3 separate regions of the Mus musculus genome follow, and regions 2 and 3 are each linked to region 1. The links are chromatin contacts, called in public Hi-C maps. All regions are on one chromosome and are shown on one strand. The core of a region is the stretch at or near the end of the contact, and the rest is flanking DNA. Distances in the headings are between cores, read along the strand shown.

What was found. Hi-C and Micro-C count contacts between places; a contact is called where the count stands out from the background.
Region 2: a Hi-C map of cerebral cortex shows a contact between it and region 1, with 2.0 times the contacts expected there. The contact joins the promoter of Akirin2 here to the enhancer-like site in region 1. A contact is called at or near these places in 6 of 39 promoter capture datasets (the 3T3-L1 cell line, 3T3-L1-derived adipocytes, the C10 cell line and 2 more), 1 of 15 datasets of contacts at CTCF or cohesin (large pre-B cells), 13 of 484 Hi-C or Micro-C datasets (the C10 cell line, the C2C12 cell line, the G1E-ER4 cell line and 7 more) and 9 of 115 datasets of contacts at active chromatin or transcription factors (astrocytes, bone marrow-derived macrophages, embryonic limb bud and 6 more).
Region 3: a Hi-C map of cerebral cortex shows a contact between it and region 1, with 2.7 times the contacts expected there. The contact joins two enhancer-like sites. A contact is called at or near these places in 1 of 15 datasets of contacts at CTCF or cohesin (large pre-B cells), 2 of 484 Hi-C or Micro-C datasets (cerebral cortex and nephron progenitors) and 2 of 115 datasets of contacts at active chromatin or transcription factors (both in embryonic stem cells).

Annotation. Positions count from the first base shown.
Region 1 is chr4:34,224,470-34,228,154 of GRCm38.p6, forward strand. No RefSeq gene overlaps it. Among named protein-coding and RNA genes, the nearest start is that of Gm33286, 82 kb to the right of the region's middle. Within about 2 kb of position 2,197, at least 60 of the 459 cell types and tissues checked have an H3K27ac peak or open chromatin away from gene starts, as enhancers often do. A contact at or near this core is called in 3T3-L1-derived adipocytes, the C2C12 cell line, astrocytes and 5 more, where this site is marked.
Region 2 is chr4:34,547,869-34,551,880 of GRCm38.p6, forward strand. It overlaps Akirin2 (akirin 2), which reads left to right and starts at 2,747. Exons shown (of 5, transcript NM_001007589.3): 1 at 2,747-3,405. The coding sequence starts at 3,177.
Region 3 is chr4:33,892,345-33,896,459 of GRCm38.p6, forward strand. It overlaps Gm33105 (a long non-coding RNA gene), which reads right to left. Exons shown (of 5, transcript XR_390460.2): 4 at 2,720-3,151; 5 at 1,184-1,776. Among named protein-coding and RNA genes, the nearest start is that of Gm33105, 10 kb to the right of the region's middle. Within about 2 kb of position 1,722, at least 19 of the 459 cell types and tissues checked have an H3K27ac peak or open chromatin away from gene starts, as enhancers often do. A contact at or near this core is called in cerebral cortex, where this site is marked.

The sequences.
Region 1 (3,685 bases), core at 947-3,446:
TAATAATAATAATAATAATAATAATAAAAAGCACAGTAACTAAATGGTTTGGTTTGGTTTGGTTTGGTTTGGTTTGGTTTGGTTTGGTTTGGTTTGGTTTGGTTTGGTTTGGTTTCTTAAGACTTGAGATACCGATGTGTTTCTTCAAGAACTAAGTGTGTTTATTCTGATTGGTGTCTATTTGTGGTTTCCCAGATCACCCAACCTACAAATCAATGCATGCTTCCCAGGAGAAACCCATGCCAACAGCGCTCTTCCTGTCTCCACCTCTTAGACCTTCCTGCAGATGTCAGCTCTCAGGCGCCTCACTGGCACCTCTCTCTTTGGAAGCTCCTGCCTTTTTCTTGGACTTCCTCATGTGGTTTCTCCACCCCCTCAACTTAGCCGTCATTTTGTCTGAGTCCAGTGGCCATGGTCACGGGCAGTGTTAGCCTGCCTCTCTTTTTCCATTACTCCTAGAGTATCTCATGCCCCTACTGTGAAGTGTGCTACTTTGTTACTGTGCTTCTTACCACTGGCTGGATGAGGTTTGTTTGTTTGTTTGTTTGTTTGTTTGGTTGGTTGGTTGGTTGGTTGGTTGGTTGGCTTTTGTTTTGTTTTGTTTTGTTTTGTTTTGTTTTGTTTTGTTTTGATTTGATTTGTTTTAATGGACATGCTTGTGCCTTACTTTTAAAGGTACTTAATTCTGGAAGCTTCTGGGGCTTTAGAAGTTCCCTGGGTGGCTTTGATTTGCAGCCAACCATGAGAAACACGGCTTTCAAAGCATTCGGTTCTACATCTAATCCTTGTTTTTACAAATATACTTAATATTTTGAGTCCAGATTGCATTGTGTCTTTTCTGTTTCTGTACCCACTATACAACTTGCCTACCTGTTATAGAATACTCACAGACAGCTTGAGTGATTGCTTGGCAGATTTCAAATGATGTTGGATAACACTCCTTCAGACAGAAAGGCAGAAAGCTGAAGTTTGTTCCTGACTCTACAGCTAGTGAGCCAGCCCTCCCTGTATTTCTGCTTCCTTGTTTTTAAAATGAAGGTGATAAGGTTACCAAGGGTCTGGGATCTTAAATAAAAGGCTAGATTAGAAGCTTGGGTATTATTTTCAATATTTCAGTAAGCCACCGCAAATTCTACATTGCATACCAGTTTTCATCTTATCACTTTATTTCCTATTATTAGTGGTTGGCAGTCGGTAGAACCAAAAGGAAATCTCAGTAGTGAAAGAGGTTAAGACATTTCAATAAGATTCTATGGCTCTCCTTGCTCTGCGTTTATGGTTCAGCTGTTTTAGGAAAGATCATAGTAAAGAATTTGGAGTTTGGCTAATCTGAGTTCAAATACTATCTTCACAACCTGCTAACTGGTACACTGAGCAAGGCACACTCATTCCTTCACATGGGAGTATTAATGATGTTCATTGCATAGATTTGTAATAAGGATGAATACATTGTATGTGGGAATCCTTTACCAGCCATGCTGCAGTTGTTAAGTCAGTGAGTAACAAGGAACGTGATGGAGAGAGAAACAACACTGAGAACTAGTCCAAGATGCAAGAAATGTTCCTCTCAGGATTTAGGCAACCTGCAGACTGGGGACAGTTCACAGCCGGCTCATGTTTGGGGAATAGCCTTTCAGCTTCAGAACACACTGCGTCTTCTGCTGTCTGTCAGTGTGGTGCAGCCTGCCACAGAGTGTGGCTCTCTGTGGGGGAGCACAGATGCTCCCCAAGGCCTGCTTTCTCCGTGTTTCTGTGCATCTGGATCATCCAGAAGCCTTTGCTAACATAGATGCCAATTCCCAGGGCCAGCTGCCAGATATTCTGGCTGAGTAGTTCAGGAAACCACATTTCTGCATTTTTAACAAGTCCACAAAAACTCTCTGCTCTAAGGGAATTAATCTAGAAGAAAAACCCAAAGCCCAATAGACAGGCAGATGGTGAGGTGATGGGGACATTTACAGTGACTGTTGGGGTCATTGTGTTGAGAAAGGCATGTTTATGTGTGAGCGTGTGTGTGTGTGTGTGTGTGTGTGTGTGTGTGTGTGTGTGTGTGTGTGTAAGATAAAGACAGACAGAGTCAGACAGAGTCAGACAGAGACAGAGACAAATGAGACAGTTCAACAAGAATCAGATAGCAGGCAATACATACGAGGAGGTCAGGAATGCTTGCTGGCTATGCATGTGGCCCGACTGTGGAGATGAGTCATGGAATGAGTATGCCTGTCCTTAGAGGAAGTCAGTGTTCCCTTCCTAGGTAGGAGATGACCAAAGCCCCTTTTCTTTGCAGGAGCCTAGGGATGGAGATAATCACACAAACAGCTTGTATCCCCATCTGGACAACCCAGAGATGAGAACTCAGCCACCATGAGGGCCCAGCTTGGAGTTCCTTGCAGGCTGCCAGTGCTTCTGCACTAATATTTTTCTTCCATTTCTTCATTACTGTCAACCCAAGTAGAGTCACTCGCCCATTACTGTAATGTTCAGGATACTGAGGGTGCTGTCGATAATTGTGGCAGTGGCACTGTTCCCAAACCTACCACATGGCATCTGGACCACAACCTAAAGAAGAGAAATTTCATCCAGTTGGAGGCAGCTATTTTCAAAAACCTTGCTCCGGAGTCCTTTCCCTTGTTTTGTCCGTTCTTGCCAAACTGCTGCTGATTCAAACTCTCCTCTGACAATGGCATGCCACCATCGTGAGCAAGACAAATACTTGATGCTTTGGCTGATTCTGCTTTGTCTGGCATAGACCTCATTTGCCCTCCTAAAACATTTTGTTGCAATTACTGTGAATGTGGGTAATGCTAAGAAAGAATAGCGCTTCCCCCCTAGATACTACACATTAGAGTTCTATATTCCTCATATCCACTTCTCTGAGCCACACTTGGGAAGGAAATGTCCCCGAATTGAAATAGAAAAGGAGTATTATGACTTCTTAACCTATTCTCATACTGAGTCCTTATCTGAAATTGAATCCAACTTAAGAATCTTAACTATCAACAAAGAAACTCAGGGATAAGTGTTACTAATTCTCCATCCAAAGTCCCATTTCCATTTGCAGCTACATTGGAATAAAGCCATTATCAGTTTATGTCCAGACGGACAGTGCTCTGCATTACATAAAAGTGTGGCTCACATGGCAAGGATGGCATCTTCTCAAATCCTGCTTCCTCTCTGGCTTTCACATGAAACCCCTATTTTGCCCATCTCTGACTTGTTCATTTGCCCAGGAGGCAGAGTTGCTAATCGGCTGCCTATTGCCTGAGTAAGGTGACCCCACTGGAAAGTAATGGACTGCTGTAAACGCCATGTCTTAACCGTGTGCAGCTGAGGATCGGCTGGCTGGCTGCCAGGGGCTGTTCTGGTACTCCTTCCCACTTCCTCTTCTTCTTCTTCCAAACTCAGGTATGGACCAAGACAATCAGGACCTCCGCCATTAGCAAGAAGTATTTTTGCTCCCCTGTGTCCTTAAACCTAATACAATGTTCCAATTCAATAAGCAAAGGCACCTTGAAAGAGGAAGAAAGGGTGATAATGTTACAATTGGGAACTTGCTCTGATATTAATAAAACTGGCTAGTATTCCCCGCATGGCTACTGATCTTTGTAGATACAATTTTCTCAGAAAGGGTGGTGAGTTTTAGGATTCAGACATCAATTACTCTACCTTGAATCTTTATTAAAAT
Region 2 (4,012 bases), core at 1,497-3,996, 320 kb after region 1:
CAGAAAGAATTACTGTTGCTGATAGGAGTTCCCAAATTTCCAAGGGAAACTGCCCCAGGCATGTTTAAATTTAAACCAGAAAGAACAAAAAATTAAGGAAAATCCAGATTATAATAAACACACCGATTAAAAATATAGAAAGAGCCCCAGTACAGGGGAATACCAGGGCCAAGAAGTGGGAGTGGGTGGGTAAGGAAGCAGGGCTGGGGGAGGGTATAGGGGACTTTCGGGATAGCATTTGAAATGTAGAAGAAAATATCTAATAAAAAATGCCTTAAAATACAGAAAGAAAAACTAGAAAAACTTACTGTACAAGCTATGTCAAAACTGAATGTCACTCTGTAGGGAACCCTGGTACCAGGAAAGGGAAATACCTAATGCACACAGGGTACCATTAGAGCCACAAAAACAAAACCAAACCCCAAATCAAAGTAATTAGCATGGTGGTTTGAATAGGAATTGGCACTAAGGCTCACAAGCTGAATACTTGTTTTTCAGTTGGTCATCTATTTAGGAAGGTAGGATGTGTGGTCTTGTTGGAGATGTATCACAAGGGGGGCCCTCTCTCTCTCTCTCTCTCTCTCTCTCTCTCTCTCTGTGTGTGTGTGTGTGTGTGTGTGTGTGTGTGTGTGTGTGTCTCTCTCTCTGTGTCTCTCTCTCTCTGTGTCTGTCTGTCTGTCTCTCTGTGTGTCTCTGTCTCTCTCTGTCTCTTTCTCTCTGTCTCTCTTTCTCTGTCTCTCTTTCCTGCCTCCAGATCAAGTTATAAGCTCTCACTACTACTACTCCATCCATGCCACGTTTCCTTCCATGATGATAACCCTCTGAAACTATAAGCAAGCCTCCAGTTAAATGCTTTATCTTATATGTATCCTTGATCATAGTGTCTCTTCATAGCCATACAACAGTTAGGAAAAACCAACTAACAAATTTCAAAAATAACAAACAACAAAAGACAAAAGCATAAATGAGCAAACTATGCTAGCTATATCGACATTCCCAGACAATTAGAGTGGCTAACGCTGGTAGTCCTTACTACTGCTCTTTTTCTGACCTCTATACAATTGCTTTTATTTATCCTACTGAATTTCTTGTTTATTTTTAACATTAGCCCACAATGCAATTTGCGTTATGGCCTGCTCATACCTGATTTGTTTCTGTTCATTCCTCCAGGCCGTGTACCCTTTCTCCCCTGGCAGTTACCTTCTGCTTTCATGTCACAAATACTCTATTACCCCTTCCTCCTCTTCCACACAATCTCAATGTCCTGTCTTGTGGCTCCCTTTTACCTTCCGTGCCACCTGTGGTCAAATCTTAGTGGACAAAAGGAGAGGCTGCTGTTTAGTTGCTAGGGTGCTTGATTGACCCCTGGCAATATATAAACGATGTATGATGGCACACGCCAATCATCTTAACCTTAGTTCTCAGGAGGTAGAGGTGGGAGGGTCAAAAGTTCAAGGTCATCTTTGGCTACCCAGTGAATTTGATATCAGATCTTATCTCCAAAGGAAAAAAAAAAGTCAAGAACTTTTCTTATTCTGCTCTTACATAAAGTATGAACGTCCAGTCAGTTTCAGCACAATAACAGATTTCCTGGAGTTTTTATAATTTAATAAACACATCCTTAGTACAAGTCTTAGTTAAGTGACTGTTTCATAGAATGCTGGTCTTTCTCAAAAGATACTTTCTAAGAACTATATTCTAAATTAAAATAAGTGTGACAGAGTTGCTTATACAGTGTGATCAAGAAAGCTGATCTTTGTGGTGGTGAACAATTCTAAACAAATGGATATATAGAGAGGTATTGTCCAAAACAACTATAAAGCAGCCACATATGTTGATTTCTGAGTAAGCAGAAAAGAGTGAGCATTAGGCGTATTAATACTTATAATCTTGGTGGAGAGCTAGCATCCACAGGCAGAAGATATAAAGTATCTACATAAATTACTTCATCAGTGCTGTAGTCGATCCCTATTTTAGATAGTTGATGAAAAAACAAATTTTAGAAATATTTCTTCCCACTTTGCTAATAAAGATGGGTCCTGCTCCCTAGGCATTTATTTGCTTGCCTTTCCCTAGACCCCACCCAGCCTTCCAAACTCAACAAATTTCTGGTGTTGATCGCTCTCTGCTCATAGTAAACAATTGACTTTGTGCTCCTTTTCAGCTATGCAGAATTTAATAAGCAAACAAGTACCTATCTGGGAAGCGCAAAGCACAGACTTCAAAGATCCTGTAATCTGATATTATTACTGTCGTTCTGTCTCGAGGACCCAAATTGGTGTTTTCATTATTTCCTATCTCCTCCATGTGACAGATTTGGTTTTTTGGCGCTCCTGACAGCTAAATTAATCTCTCTCCAAATATTAGACTGGCTCTTTGTTATATCCCGTTTAAGTCACTATGCCAAATCTTCACAGGGTCTCTAAAGTGCTTAGCTTGCTTTTCCAATGGGTTCGCTTCCTCTTCCCCACTGTCTCACAGGCTCTCCTTTCTCTTCCTTAGGTCTTTTTTTTTTTTTTTTTTTTTTAAACTCTCTTACTTATGAGGGGGTATTTAAATTCCAACCCGGAACTTGGGATCGTGCGCCTTGGATGACGGGAGTCGTAGTTTCTGTGACTTCTGGGTAACCGCCTTTCAGGCCGATCCCTGCCCTTCACGAAACCCCACAAATCCCAGAATGCACTCTGGCGGGCCCGCCCCCGGTGCGCAGGCGCCCTGGGGCCGCAGGATTTGAATCGGCGGCGTTGTTATTGACGCCATATTGGGGCCGGCGGCGGGTGGCAGAGTTGTTCCGTGGAGAAGAGAGGGTCGAGTGCATTGCTTAGCTCTGTACGGCCGGGCTACCTCGCAGCTCCCGCGCGTGGCCGCCACTCACGAGCTTCCGTCTGCACCGGCGTGTCGGAGATCGCGTCTGGGTCGCGCCACTGGCCGGGTCCACTTCCGAAGGGAGCGGGTCTCCGCGCAGGAGCCCCGGCGCGCTCAGCCCGAGCGCACGGCGGGGGCGGCCCGGCCTCTCGGGAGCGGCCCCGAGCCGGCGGCGCGACCCTCGCGCCTCGCCCGCCTGCCCTGTCGCGGCTCCGCCGTCCCGGGCCCCACACCCACCGGGCACCTCGGAGGGCCCGTTTGCCCCCGTCCTTCCCGGCCCCGCCCGAGCCGAGCCTCGGCCGCCCGCCACCATGGCGTGCGGAGCCACTCTGAAAAGGACTCTGGATTTCGACCCGCTGCTGAGCCCCGCATCTCCGAAGCGGAGGCGGTGCGCGCCTTTGTCGGCGCCGGCTTCGGCTGCCGCCTCCCCTGCCGCCGCCACCGCCGCCGCCGCCGCCTCGGCCGCGGCCGCCTCGCCGCAGAAGTATCTCCGGATGGAGCCTTCCCCCTTCGGCGACGTCTCTTCCCGGCTCACCACAGGTGGGCCTCGGCCCCGGGGCTGCCGGGGTGGGCTGCGGCCGGGAGCTTGGGTGCGGACACAAAGGGAAGGAAGGGCCTGAACCGAGGTGGGGGTGGTGTCGGCAGGTTGGGTGGGTACGAGTCGGGTTGGCCGGCATTGTGGGGGTCCCTCATTGTGAGGCAGATCATTTGGGGCTAGATCCCTAGAATCGTTTCCTTATGTAGAGCCCCAGCGGAAATGATCAGAGAGGGTGATATTATTCATAAGTCAGGCGAGAGAAGGGTCACATTTCACCCGAATCTCCGGGTCTCTTGGGCTGAATCGATTGGTTGCAGCTATTAACTCAGTGACTGAGTGGTTTGAGGCGAGAAGGCAGCCCCTCCTCCATTTTAGACTTGGCTGGTTTTAGTATAGAAGGGGTGGGGTTTGGAGGGGGATGGATGTCACTGGGGCGAGTTGTAGGCCTGTCATTAATCACCCACAAGAACGCCACTTTGGCTGAGTCAAGACCTGTTTCCCTAGCAGGGTCAACAACAAAGCAAATGTTCTTCCCGAGTACTGTAATGTGATCTCACTATGCGTCCAGTCCTTAAGAGATCCTGAACTTTTAATGAAAAGGAAGGTGTA
Region 3 (4,115 bases), core at 472-2,971, 330 kb before region 1:
AGACACCGTGGTTAAAGTGACTCTGTGATATATTACTTCCTGAAAGATTTCACCCCATAAAGCCGAGCTGCAATGTTACTGCACACTAAAAACCTCACTTTAGCTTTGATCCATTTTGATCTTTGTGAGTTACCTTAAATATGACAGGTAGGTGACTGTGCTAAGTAGCTTGAAATGACTTTTGATCAAATGTAATAAAATTCTCTGCTGCAGCTTGCTTATCTCATCTCTCCTACCTATCTGGGTGAATTGCCTGTCTTCGGATGTTTCTATGGTGGCATTTTATGCTCTATTAGTACCGGTCTTAGTTGTTTGGGAAGGGCTATTGAGCTTCAACAGGCCCCAGCATGAAGGCTGTATGAGGACAGCCCTCTATTGACTTAGCCCACCCTCCCCTGAAGCCCTCAAAGTGACCCCAAGCCCTCTACATTTCTGTTTTACATAATATTCCTCCGTGTGTGTGTTTGTGTGTGTGTGTGTGTGTGTGTGTGTGTGTGTGTGTGTGGTGTTAGGGACTGAGCCCAGGGCTTTGCTTTGCTTGTGACATGCAAATGTTCTACCATTGACTGTATTCCTGGCCATTGGTGTCTAGGCACAGGGTCTCAGTAAGCCCTGTAAACCTGATTAGAACTTGCTGTCTCCCATGTGTTGGGATTACAGGTCTGTGCCACAATTCGATCTATCAGGTGTTTACTCTGTTTATGTCCCCAGTGCACACACAGGGTGAGAATCCTCATGCTACAATCATGCTAATGACCTGCAGCTTCTTCTGTGTCTTTGTTGAAGACAGTTTCTGGTAAAATGCCCCATTCTGTCAGCTCTGGCCTCATCTTCAATTTTCCCTGTCCATTTAACAAGTATGAGCTGATATTTGTTCTTGGATGAACACATTGCTAAGCCTTGGGGCACAACAGAATGTGAATTGGACAGAGGACGCCTGTGTAGCTTACATCTAAGAAAAGGAGAGCAACAGTGAAGGAACATACAAGAAAGGATCCAGTGAGTGAGCTCAGTAGGTAAAGGCATGACTCAGAAGCTTGGAAATCTGAATTTGATTCCTGAACCTATGTAAATGTAGGAGAGAACAACACCACAGAGTTGTCTTCTAACACACACACACACACACACACACACACACACACACACACACACACAAATAAAAATTAAAAAATAAAAGCCAAATGAGCCATAGCAATGAATATATGTATAATTGAAAACTGGAAAAAATGTTACAACTTATTTTGTGGTGCCTTTGGAAGGGTGCATCTGTGGAGACTGAAGAATGAAAGAATGGAGACAAAACAGAGAAACACATTATTCAGGTTCTCTGTTTACTAGCGTGGTACTAAATCCAATGTGAGCTTGAATAATTTACATGGCCTCTAATTCTTAATTTCTCTAGCGACGAAATAAAGATGATAATGCCATCTACTCTAAAAGCCCTGGGTTTGGACAGATTTATATAAATCACTGAGTGCAATGCAAGTGCTCTGTAAACAGGAGCTGCTAATTATTATTTATTAGGCTGAGGTGTGAAGGCCAGGTGGGGCCAGCCATGCCTAGAGTTGTGAGGGAAAGCATTCCAAGAAGAAAGAGAACAGATCTCTCTTCAAAGCTGCTGGAGCTCCTAGGATCTGTGGAAAGGCCAGTGTCGCTAGGACTGTGCGAGTGAGGGAGAACACACTGGAGGATGGCGTGGGTGGGCACCATATGGTGGCTGCGTGAGCGCCAGCCCAGAGAAGGCAGATGCTGGGTTCCTTCAGAGTTGCTTTCCCCCTAGAGAATGTGAAAAGACAGAGGGCAAAGATGTTGAGAACGTGTGTAAGAGGGTGGTTCTATTGAAAGGCTGTGGAATTCAAGTGAATCAGGACAGGAGAAAAGATGACCCGGACTAACGGAAGGAAGAAACGGGAGAGCCCGAGTGGGCGGCATCCACCCCACAGGAAGGGTGCTTCAGGAAATGGGAGCTTTGGGAAGAAAACAGGGCTTTAGATGTGTTAGATGAGCTTGCCTAAGTGCTGCTGGTGACAAAGGCCAGGGAGTGACTCTGAAATCACATGGGTGAATGGGGTATTGAAGATAATCATAGAAGTGTGCATATATTGGGGGGACTGTCTGTACAGAGTCCTGCTACCAACCAATATGACCGCATTGTCAGGGAAGAGGAGGACGCTCTGGGAACTCAGGCTGGAAGTGACCAAAGGGGCATGAGCAGCGTCGGTTGACGGACAGTCAGGGTTGGGGGAAGCAGTGTTAAGACTAGTGGTGTGAATCTCAGGGGAGGAAGACTAATGGTGTACAAAAGAGAATAGGGTCCCTGTTGTTTGGGGTTTATGAAGGCTTGGCACAGATGGTCTAGACAAAGGGTAGCTTCCTGGATTGCCCAAGTATTTTTTATCATTTATTAAAAATTTTACGCACTATGTTTTGATCATATTCTTTCTCCTCCAACTCCTCCCAGATCCTCCCCAACTCCCTAGCTATACAACTTCATGTCCTCCCTCTCAAACGAAAACAAATCTATCAAAAATGAAAATCAAATCAAAGAAAAAAGAAACTCAGCAACACACACACACACACACACACACACACACACACACACACACACACACACACACACACGGGTGTGTAGACACGCACACCAGAAAAATAAACAAACAAAAAATTTTAAGAGTCTATTTTGTATTACCTAACTACTCCTGGGCTTTATGAAGAATACCTGGAGTGTGGCTGATATCCTCAGTGTCGTTTCACTGGAGAAAGCCGATTTCCCCTTTCTCAGCAAGTATCAGTTGTAAATCACTTCCTGGTAAAGGATGGGATTTTGTGTCCACTTCCCTTTTCAGTCATAACGTTTTTCCTGGTTAGAACCTGTGAGAGTCTTGTGGCTACCGCCACAGTCTCTGTGAGTTCATATGTGCACCAGCCCTGCTGTGCTTGGAAGACACTTTCCTTGCAGTGAGTCATCACCTCTGGCTCTTACAGACTTTCTTCCTCCTCTCCCGCATAGATCCCCGAGCATCGAGGGAAGGGGTTTAATAAAGACTACCCAGTGTCCCAAAGTTCCCCAGTCTCCGTAATTGTCAAGTTGTGGGTCTCACGTTGATTCCCACCGACCGGGAGCTTCTCTGATGACAGCTACGTGACAATTCTGTGGGTAGAAATGTCATTAGGAGTCATTTTGTTGCTATGTTCCTTCAGCAGAATAAGGTTTAGTTCTTATTTTTTCTTTACAAAATATTTCTGATTTTTTTCTACTGGATTTCCCCCCCCCCCCTTCCAAACTTTCCAGTAAATAATTTGTGCCTCTTTTATCTCAAGATCTGTTTTCCTAAAAGCCACTGCGGAGATTCCTATCTCCCCCAAAGGAATGTGGGCCTTGTTGCCTTTGTACTCAGTTGTGGTTGAGACATAATAAGTATGGAATGAGTGAATGAATGAATAAAAATATTTTTCTTTTGCTACCAAATCCTAGAAAAAATAATTATTTATTCACATCAACTAGCTTTATGTATGTTGCATCGAAAGCTCCTTTAGGTGTGAACTTTGGGTACTGCAGAGATATTAGGTGGTGTTGCCTACCTTTTTCTTTTATTAGATTAGATCCTTTATTTTGTAGTTGCATTTAATACAATTTTACTCTATTTTGACTTTAATGGAAATAATTTTTTTTTAGCTTTCAGTCTTGCTAAATGAAAGAAACATTAAAAATTTGAACTATATTATAAACAACCATCAACTTATTAATTCACAGTTTTCCCTTTTTTGTTTTGTTTTGGGTATTCAGAAATCTCATGTTATTTCATCATTGACCCAGTCATATATTTGAATTTATAATAGCATGCTTTATCTCGGTAAGAAAAAGCTGAAAACAGCCAAGTTCATCTCTGTTTTGAGGGCAGAAGAGTGTGTTCATGGCTATGTGGAATGAAGAGTTTAATGGCTTTATGATCAATATAGGCATGTTAATTTTTCTTTGATGATGGTAATATATATATATATATATATATATATATATATATATATATATATATATATTCTCTTTTCTGGGGAGTAAATGAAAGATTACTTAAAAGTTCCTTTCCTAAAGTATCATTTCAGGGCAGTAAGATGCC